Linked DNA regions of Mus musculus: all the other regions are linked to region 1. Evidence: chromatin contacts called from public Hi-C and promoter capture Hi-C data. All regions are on one chromosome and are shown on one strand. The core of a region is the stretch at or near the end of the contact, and the rest is flanking DNA. Distances in the headings are between cores, read along the strand shown. Region 1 holds the start of Rsf1 (remodeling and spacing factor 1). Region 2 holds the start of Emsy (EMSY, BRCA2-interacting transcriptional repressor). Region 3 holds the start of Uvrag (UV radiation resistance associated gene).

The links. Promoter capture Hi-C pulls out the DNA fragments that hold promoters and counts their contacts. Hi-C and Micro-C count contacts between places; a contact is called where the count stands out from the background.
Region 2: a contact with region 1 is called in a Hi-C map of muscle stem cells, with 4 times the contacts expected there. The contact joins the promoter of Emsy here to the promoter of Rsf1 in region 1. A contact is called at or near these places in 1 of 484 Hi-C or Micro-C datasets (muscle stem cells) and 1 of 115 datasets of contacts at active chromatin or transcription factors (extraembryonic endoderm stem cells).
Region 3: a contact with region 1 is called in a promoter capture Hi-C map of pre-B cells, with 4 times the contacts expected there. The contact joins the promoter of Uvrag here to the promoter of Rsf1 in region 1. A contact is called at or near these places in 1 of 39 promoter capture datasets (pre-B cells), 1 of 484 Hi-C or Micro-C datasets (muscle stem cells) and 2 of 115 datasets of contacts at active chromatin or transcription factors (astrocytes and pancreatic cancer cells).

What each region holds. Positions count from the first base shown.
Region 1 is chr7:97,578,144-97,581,145 of GRCm38.p6, forward strand. Rsf1 (remodeling and spacing factor 1) reads left to right here and starts at 1,753. Exons shown (of 16, transcript NM_001081267.2): 1 at 1,753-1,962. The coding sequence starts at 1,761. Aamdc (adipogenesis associated Mth938 domain containing) reads right to left here and starts at 1,354. Exons shown (of 5, transcript NM_001177945.1): 1 at 1,223-1,354.
Region 2 is chr7:98,654,949-98,658,018 of GRCm38.p6, forward strand. It overlaps Emsy (EMSY, BRCA2-interacting transcriptional repressor), which reads right to left and starts at 1,621. Exons shown (of 20, transcript NM_172280.2): 1 at 1,526-1,621.
Region 3 is chr7:99,139,354-99,142,502 of GRCm38.p6, forward strand. It overlaps Uvrag (UV radiation resistance associated gene), which reads right to left and starts at 1,791. Exons shown (of 15, transcript NM_178635.3): 1 at 1,481-1,791. The coding sequence starts at 1,597.

The DNA of each region.
Region 1 (3,002 bases), core at 503-3,002:
TCCATGCTGTAGATATTATTATTCACTTTACTAAAGTTCAAAGTAACAAAGAAACTTCGGAAGGTTATAAAGTAATTAGGGATAGGACTCAAGTCTGGTTCAACTCAAACTTACTTCCTGCTCCTAAGCATACAGTATACTGCTTCCTAAGCTGCAGGTTCTATTTATTTTCCATTGTTGATGACTTTCCCCATTCTGGGATTCTTTCTGAGAGAATGCTACAACCAACTCTGGAATGGAGTAGAACTCTGCTTCCTAACAAGCTTACTGCTGTGCAGCGAACTCCCAGCTTTCTAAGTAGAATCCTAGCTCACCCTCTAGACCTTGGCCAACTTAGAGCCTGAGCTGAGCCCAGAGTCTTCTTAGCATCTTAGTTCCCGAGTAGAGAGTGGTTCCTCAGATTTGGTCACCCAGCAGAGGCAATTCCTCATTAGTGATCCACAGAGTACCTTAGGCCCTGGTCCACCGGTTCCATCTGGCAAGGAAGCTCTTTAAACAGGACAGTAAAACAACTCAAAACAGCTTCAGGAAGTCCCTGAAACTAACCAGATTCATTAGGTCTCTCTCTGTCAGAGCAAACAGTAAAAGGTGATCGTCTCTCTCAAACTAAAGGAAGTTGAGCTGAAAAAAAAAAAAAAAAAGCCTCTCAGACAAGCTGCACTGCAAAGAAGACTCTGAGATGGGACCAGCTGCCTGGGAGGAGCAGAAGCCAGCTGAGCTGCCTGGAAGAGGTTCAGACCAGAGTCACTTGGAAAGGACATGCCAACGCAGTGAGCTGCCTGCAGGCTGTGCAGTTTTTATAATCTGTCACCCATGCTGGGGTGGGCCCTGGGGTCGCAGCTGTCTCTGAGTCATTCCTGCTCCTGTAAGTGACCCCTTATCCATGCTCCTGTTAAAATAAAACGCATTGGTTCGCCAAGTTGGACTTTGGTGTTATCTGTACTTCGGTCTGTCGGTGGGAGCTCTGTCTGGGGTGAGATGTGTTTACCGTCCCCCCAGGAAAAGTTTGGTCACACAACACTCAGGAGAGGGCAACACCCCTCAGCAAACTTTCTGAGACTTCTCTCCAGGGTCCCGCGCCAAGCCACAACCGCACCTTTCCTTCTCCTAACCTCTCTCCTCCCTGCCATTCTCTTTTGCTGCATCTTGGTGTCTCTCTTCAACTCCCTCTCTGTCTCTCTCTCTTGGTCGTCTCCGTTCCCAGATCCCGCAGAAAACTCACGCAGCGCTTCTGTTCGCGGTTGTTCCTCCAGTCGGATCCGTGCTTCACCTTTCCCTGCAGCTAGCCGAGGGACTCTGAGCCACAGCGGTTCAGCCACCAGGCCTGGAATTCGCCTTCAGCCGGCCCACACCCGAAGCTCCGCCCCCTCCCCCCATTGGCTATCGTTCTTAGAAAGTCCCGCCCCCAACCTCTCCGCCCCGCTTCCCTTGTTTTCATTCCCCCTGTCACACGAGGCAGTAGCGACCCCGAAGTGGGAGGGAAGAAGTCGGAGCCTTGAAGTCGTAGAGGGAAGGGGACGGGAAGAGGGCGGAAAGTGAAGGGCCCAGAGTGCCTCTCTGTCCCCGATCTAACTCAGTTCTCGACTGCTCCGGGCCGGCGTGGTATTGTGGGATCGCGGCGCCTGGCGCGAGACGCTCGCCGCCGCAGGGGCGTCCACTCGAGAGCGCCTCCTGTCGTCCGTAAAGCTACCCTGCCATCCCTCGGTCCCCCCAACTCCTCCCGCCCCCCCATCCCCTCCTCCTCCATCCTCCAGTTCAAAATGGCGGCGGCGGCGGCGGCGGCGGCGGCGGCAGCGGCAGCGGCGATGGCTCCTCCGGGCTGCCCGGGTTCGTGCCCCAACTTCGCCGTAGTCTGCTCCTTCTTGGAACGCTACGGGCCGCTGCTGGACCTGCCCGAGTTGCCGTTCCCAGAGCTGGAGCGGGTGCTGCAGGCGCCGCCGCCAGACATCGGCAACGGAGAAGGTAAGCGATCGGCCCGAAAGCCCGGCGGGAAGCGGCCCTGGCGCGCTTTAGCTCTCCATAGATACCCTGGGGCTCTGCGGCCGTCCCTCGCCAGGGATTGGCCTCCGCGGAGTCCCTACTCCTCGTAGCCCGGGGGTTCCTGGGTGCTGGGGAGGCGGGGCGGAGGCCCCCTAGGGCCACCGTGCCCCGCGGGGACGGAGGTGGGGGCGTCGCGGACCGGGTGTGGGCTAGGGCCCAGGAGGGGGTATTGTGCCGGCCTGACGCTCTGGGGCCGGGTCCCCCGCGCCGGTGTTGCCTCCAGTTCTTACCCCTTTAGGTGGCGGGGGAAGGGGAGCGCAGGTTCCGGCCAGCTTTGCGCTTTTCTCTTCCCCTCCTCCCACCAATCCGCCCCACCGTCTCCCGGGAGGCTGGGCCCATCTTCTCTCGGCGCCCCCTCTGCTCACTCCACCTGAGTGGGCGGGGGCCCGCGGACACTCCGCTCTCCCGGTGGTGGGAACTCCCCCGAGAGAGTCGGCTCCTGCCTTTTCCCGTCCCCTGGAGGGCTGGTCTAGCCCCCCAAACTCCTTCCTCCTTGGGAGATCTGAGTCTATGACCAGAGAGGGGGCTTCCCCCCTATTCTCGCGTAGGAAGGGGAAATGAACTCGGCCCAGCTTCTCCGCTCTGGGTAGGAGAGGGTTAATATCTCCTCCTCCATAGTTTTTCTCCTCACCACCTCCCCCAAAATAATAGAAAAGCATCTCTCCACTTTTCTCTATCCCTTCCCCCTATCTCAGCTACAGGGCTTAAGGGAAGAAGTCACTCTTCCATTTGCTGGCTGGGGTGGGGTGGTTAGTCTGTAGGCTGGAGGAGGGGCTCAGATGGCTGGGGAAACAGTTGAAGAAGGTGCTTGTTGCTCATGTTTCTCTCTGGTGCCGCTGGTCTATTATTGGTGTTCGCAAGTGGTGCTCCTTCCACATAAGGCCACCGCGCGGGTTCAGGGCGCATGCTCTGCCCGGCCCCATTGAAACTTCCTGCTGCTGCTGCTGGTCGTGGTTCTTTTG
Region 2 (3,070 bases), core at 371-2,870, 1.1 Mb after region 1:
CCATTTTCATCTCCACACTCCAGCTCCTGACAAAGGAAAAAAAACACCATTTGAGAGCACAATGACCCAGCTCATACTAACAGGGGAAAGAACAGGTTTTAAAGTCAAACACTTCTTGGTTCCAGTTCCAGCTTTACAACATAATTAGTTGTTTCATCCTTGTGAATTGGCCTCTCTGAACCCAATTTGTATGCCTTTATTTTAAAAAAAAAAAAAAAAAAAGTAATCCCAAGTTTGTTTCAAGTATTATTTAGAAAACAGGGCAAGCCAAGTTCTGTCATAGTGGCTGGCATATGACTTGCCAAACAGACTCTACCACCTGTGCAACCTTGGACAAGTGATTTGACCTCTGCCAGTTTCCTTAATAATAAGTTAGGAGATAAAATAAGCAAACGGTGGAGCATGTCATTTGGATAAATGAAACTCAATAACTCTTTTCTCAAGTTTTGGCAGTAAAAAAAGAGTCATTTCGACCAGTTACCAAAAGTTTAAAAGCCTAGAATTTCGCACTGTGAATTCCTTGGTCAAACAAAACTACACTACAGGTTGAGAACTCAGTAGATCTTCCTTAACATCTGTTAAACTGATAAATGGATGGTCAGCAGCAGAGTAGAATGAATGAATGAGCCAGCCTAAGAGTCAAACACTAAACCGATATGACTCTTCAACTGCGTTCCAGGCTCTGGGTTGCTAACTCCAACTCTTGGCCTCAAGTGGAGCCCCCTTCCCCCTACTTCCCATAGTCCTCTGAGCTCAGAACCAACTCTGAGCGAGCCAAACTGGATGGCGCGCCCCAGCTGGCAGGATGACATAAAGAAAGGGGGTGGAGAGGAGGAAGGGGCAGAGCCAAAGGAATCCGCTCGCTCCCCAAGCCAGTCCCCGCCTCCCGGTAGAATCTCGGAGGCGGCCGGCGACCGCCCGAATCGGGTACCACGTCACGGCATCCCAAAGCATCCCCTCCAGGGAAACGCACGGCGGGGCCGCACAGCAAAGGAAAGCCGGGCAGCAGAAGCCGGAGCGTGCTCCCGGCACCGGGGTCGCACCGACTCCGTCCCCCGCTCAAGTGTCAGCAGGCAGCCCGCCCCGCCCCCTCTCTAAACACGCACTCGCTCACAGCACCACAACAAGAGCAGCCCGCCCGGCTCCTCGCCCGCGCGGCTCCGAGCGGGTTCCAATGTCAAGCCCGCGCCCCCGCGGCCAGCAGCCAGTCTTGGGAACCCTGGCCAGCGTCCGCGCCTCGCGCACTCCTCAGCGGAGACGACAACGGAGAAAAAGCGGGGGCACGGACAGACAGTCAGACAACCCGGAGTCGCCTCGGGGCTCCTAGACCTCGACCTCCGGCGTCCCATCACCAGGCATGCCGGAGTCGCCCTCAGTCCACTTGAGGGAGCCCCGCGATCCCGTTAGGAAACAACGGAGGATGGGGCTGACCGACCCAAGCCGGGCTCCCCGTGCCTGGCCAAGCGCTCCCCTACCCTGGATAGCCTGCCAGCTTTTCCCAGGACCCTGCCTGAGAGACACCCACCTGCCCGGCCTTTCGGGGCTCATCTAAAAGGCTCCTCCGCCAAGACTAGGGGACACCAGGAATTAGGTTTGTTTGCGGTGCCTCAGAAGGGGCAAGATGGCGACAGATACCAGAGCGCAGGCGCAGGCGCGCGCGGCTCGCCGGGAGGTGTAGTTCGCCTTTCCCGCCTTTTGAGAAACGAGCACTCAAAAGCCTCCATTCTTCCTGTCCCTTTTCCTCTGCCTTTTGAAAGGAAAGGGCGGACAACGCGGGTCCTAGTGGGAGTTGTAGTCCGAGTCCAACCTCGCTCCTCTTTCTCTTGCTGCTTGCTGGTCACATGCGCAAGGAAGTCTGGGAGTGTAGTTCCTTTCGGCTTCTACATTACCCTCCAGTCTCCAGCTTCGCGCGCCTATCCTCCGGTCTTTCCCAGCCAATCAGCTGCTCTTTCGGCTGTACGTGTGGCGTCACACGTAGCGGTCAAGATGGCGTCTGTAATTGGAGCTGAGCTTCGACCTTTTCACTCTAGCGAGGGTTGGGATGAAAAGAACACAGCTTGGTCCCTGATGCCCAGTTGAGGATTAAGATCTGGTTCCGTAGACGCTTGGGAGTAGTCATCAGCGTCTTCCAGCCACCCAAACGACAACTCAAGAAAGGTTATCCACTACGGAGAGAGAAGACCTCACAGTGGCCCGTACACCTTTCTCGGTGTTAGGAGTTGCAAGTGGAGGAAAGGAATCCGAGCGGTCTCAGCTTGGAGTTACGCCATGTACGAAGTAGGAGAGGTAGTGATATCTCGTGCAAAATCTGACAAAGGGAAGAAGGGACTTACTTGAGGCACTACGACATGGTAGGTTCACCATCAGCCTTTGTTCTTAACCACACAATGTTGTGGAGGCCTTGTGCCCCTATTTTACAGATCGATAGGGACCCAATATATTGTTTCTCTGATCCAAGAACTCAAAGTTAATTTCTAGTATTATAAATCCCATCGAATTTTGTTGTGTCCTCCCTCTAAATAAAGAACTCTGGTAGCATCGGATGCAATGAAAGTGCAAATCTTGAGGAATTGTTAGTGTGCATCCTTCTGTTAGCAGATTCCCGTGAAAACTAGGGTAACCACTGGGAGGACATCTAGCTCAATGGCAGATTGCTTGTCAAGTATGTGCAAGACCTGGAGACCTGAATCGGATTCCTAGCACTAAGGGATGTTAGGATGGACACACGAGAAAAACTACCCTGTGGGAATATTAAGATACACAACGTGAATGAAAGTTCTTTTCCTAGTTCATTATGAATTACATTTATAATCTCAGCACTGTAGAAGTGGAAGAAGATGAGGAATGCAGGGTCAGACTGGACTGCAAGAGACACCGAGACCAAAACAAGAAAAAAGAAGAAGTTTTTAAGTAAATTGTGAACCACTGCATATGAGTCTACTCCTGCTCCTGAATGGAGCTGTAGGTTAGTCAGAAATAAAAAGGACCATTTCCTATACAGCTCTCCTGGCCTTCTTATTGCACCCTATTTTGAGGTCAGTTTCTTAAGAATACCTTGCAAGGTAGTAAA
Region 3 (3,149 bases), core at 541-3,040, 1.6 Mb after region 1:
TATATGCCAATCTAGAAACTCGACCAACACTAACAAATGGAGTTGAACTGTGTTGAACCGGCAGTTGGCTTGGATTAGTTCTTCTAGTTTTGAACCGTTATTGCTAGAACAGGCTCTAGTCAGGAAAACATGCCTTGTTCTCTTCTCCAACCCGCCATGCTCTCACAGCTTCCCTAAACTATGCCCATCTAGATGCCCAATTTCTCCAGGCGGCTCCTAACAGTGCTCACTATTGCTTCTCCCAGCAGGCCCTCACACTCCACCTCCCACACAGGCAAAAATTCACATTAATGCCCAATCCACAGACTACTCTCCCAGCCACCCTCTCATCCTCTCCCACGACCTGGAAACGCAATACAAGCCTCATTCCTTTCCAACTCCTAATATTCTCCAAACTCCCTCTCCAATGGCACTACAAAACCTGGGCACATGCCTTCTGATTTGCTAAATTCTCTCCTACTACAGAGCCTTGCTTCTGCAGTTAACGTTGCTTCCCTACTCATCCGGCACCTCATCCGGCACCGGGTTGGGGGGGTGGGGTGCAACATTGCTCTTTCCTTTACATTCCGATGCACTCTATGCCTGGCCCTCTCTCCCATAGCCTCTGCGCTCCTAAGTGGCTCCTTCCTGTCTCTTGCAAGGATGGAAAGTTACAGAAAGGGTCTGAGGGAGCTCGTCCTGTGGACCGTGGTGGAGCAGCTGCTCTCAAGTCTAAAGCAAACTATTGCTGCTGAGCACAAGCTGGAGTCAGACTCTGTATTTGGAAATCCATCCCCACCAGAAACACTAACAGAGAGGCAGTGAGCAAGCTTGTTCCTAGAACTGAGAAACCGGGACAATAAAACCAGCTATCTCATGGAGTTGTGACGATTCAATGCTCACTTTGCACAGACCCAGCTCGGTAACCTCTCCATGACTGACAGTTTCTCCAGGTCCTCTTCAATGCTAAGGTTCCTGCAGAGTCTCCCCGAGGGACTGAGGGAGGCCAGTGGAAGATGTACTGATAGGCGGGTGTTGCCAAGAATTTTGTCAGATTCCCAAAGTCAGTGTTCTCTTGTCCTTATTACACACACACACACACACACACACACACACACACACACACACACACACGTGAGATACAAGCTATGAATATTTACTTCAAATCCTCCTTCCAGACACTCACCCGAGGGAGTGGAGTGTGCCATGAGGATCTGAGATTGGAAAGGAAACCCCAACGTCCCAAATACCTTCCTCAGGAGGAGCGGAAGGAAGCACCCGAAACGCTAAGAATAAGTGCAGAAAACCGACTCCTCGATCGGGGAGCGAAAGGGAAAGCGCGGCGGCGGCCAGCGGGGCAGGGCTCCCCGGCGCCTTCTTGGAGGGATGCGGGGGTCTGAGCGCGGGAACGGCCGGGGAGGGGGCTCCTCCTCCTGTCAGCCCTCCTCAGCCCTGCGAGCCCCGCCAACCTTCTCCGCCCCCCGGCTCGCGGCCGGCTCACCTGCTGAGACGGCAGCTCCACATGCAGGGCCCGCGCGGGGGCACCGGACGTCAGCGCGGCGGACGGGCCCGGGGGTGGCAGGGGCACCGGGCCCCCGAGCGAGGCGCAGGAGCTCATCTGGACCCCTGAGCCGCCGAGCGGCCAGGTGGGCAGTCCTCCCGCATCGGCCGCTGCCTCCCGAGCTGTGATTCGCAGAGCCCCTACAGCCTAGAAACCGGGCACCGAGAGCCCCAGCAGCTCTGCGCCCGCGCTGGCCACCGCCGCTGGCTAAGGAAGAGCCATATTACCGCAGTGCAACCCCTCCACCCGGCCCAGAGCTGGCGTGCTCATTGGTTCCGTTTCTGAGAGGGCGGGACCCGGTGGCGGCCAAGGGACGTGCTATTGGCCAGTGGGCCCGTCCGTCGTCGGCCGCAATGGCTAGGGGCGGAGGGACTCTAGGATGGCCTCAATTGCGTCTGTCAAACCCGGGCTAAACCTGGGGCGTAACTTCTCTTTGCCTCAGCCTAATTGGCCCTTTCCCTATTGAGGGGTGTGGTCTCCTAGGGAAGCCTCGTGGGCTATTGCTCTAGAGCGCTGTCAGTTGTCAGTGAAACAGGGACGGCTTCTTGATTAGGTAGAGCGCGCGCCTGGTATGTCGTGTCACGTGCAGAAGTCTGGAGAGTCACCTGATTAGTGAGAGTCAGTCCTCTAAGCCACTTCCGCCCTAACCTAGTTGCTATGGTAACAGAGCCTCCAGTGGAGGGCGGGGACCCGCTTGGCACCAGCTGAGTCGGGATGGATGGATGGTCTGACTTCCCGAAGTGTTCTCATCCACGTACAAAAAAAAAAAAAAAAAGCCACGCTTTATGACTGAGAGGGGGAGCCGCCACCGAGCCGCGATCACTGAGACCAAAGATCCATCGGGCAGTCCACCAGCTCTTCAGTGATCCACTCAGACCTGCAAGTCCACGCCCCTTCTAGCTTCTATAACTAGTAAGCTTAGCCACAAAGTGTGCCAGCCAGCCAAGAGACTGTCTCACCTCTGCTGGTGGGATGCTTATGCTCTGCCTAGAAAGCCTTTACTGCTTGTGACTAACGCTTGCTTAGCCATCGTATTTCAGCTGGGGCAGGAGTCCTTCCAAAAGACTTCTCTGAAACTCCGAATTAGGAAACTTGCCTTTACCACAGACCTGCTTATTCTATTGTGTTGTCTTTGTTTGTTTACTTGCTTTGCGCGGGGGCGGGGCGGGGGGAGGGGCGAGATTTGGCTGACCTGCCACTCACCATGTAGCTCAATCTACCTCAGCTCCCCAGGTGCTGGGACTACAGGAGTGTGCCACCACAGCAGCCTCCACTTTGTCTTTTAATAGTCATTTAACACACACAGCCTCCCCGAATTCAAACACTCATATGTGAATTCCTCAACCAAAAGACCTTGTCTGATTCGTCCCTGGATCCGCATTGCTTGCAGATAATAGAGAAATGAATATGAAGGTACAGCTCAAATGCCCTCCCTTCCCTGAAGACTTCTTTGACCATAATAGCAGCTACAGCCATTGCTTCTATAAGTAGCACTGAGTCATTTTGCAGAATATTGATTCCCCCGTCCCCATAGAGTGTGAATTTCTCCACCACCTGGACTGTTATAGCTGAAAGAACACAGTGTTCAGAGAGGCAGACACAACAGGAA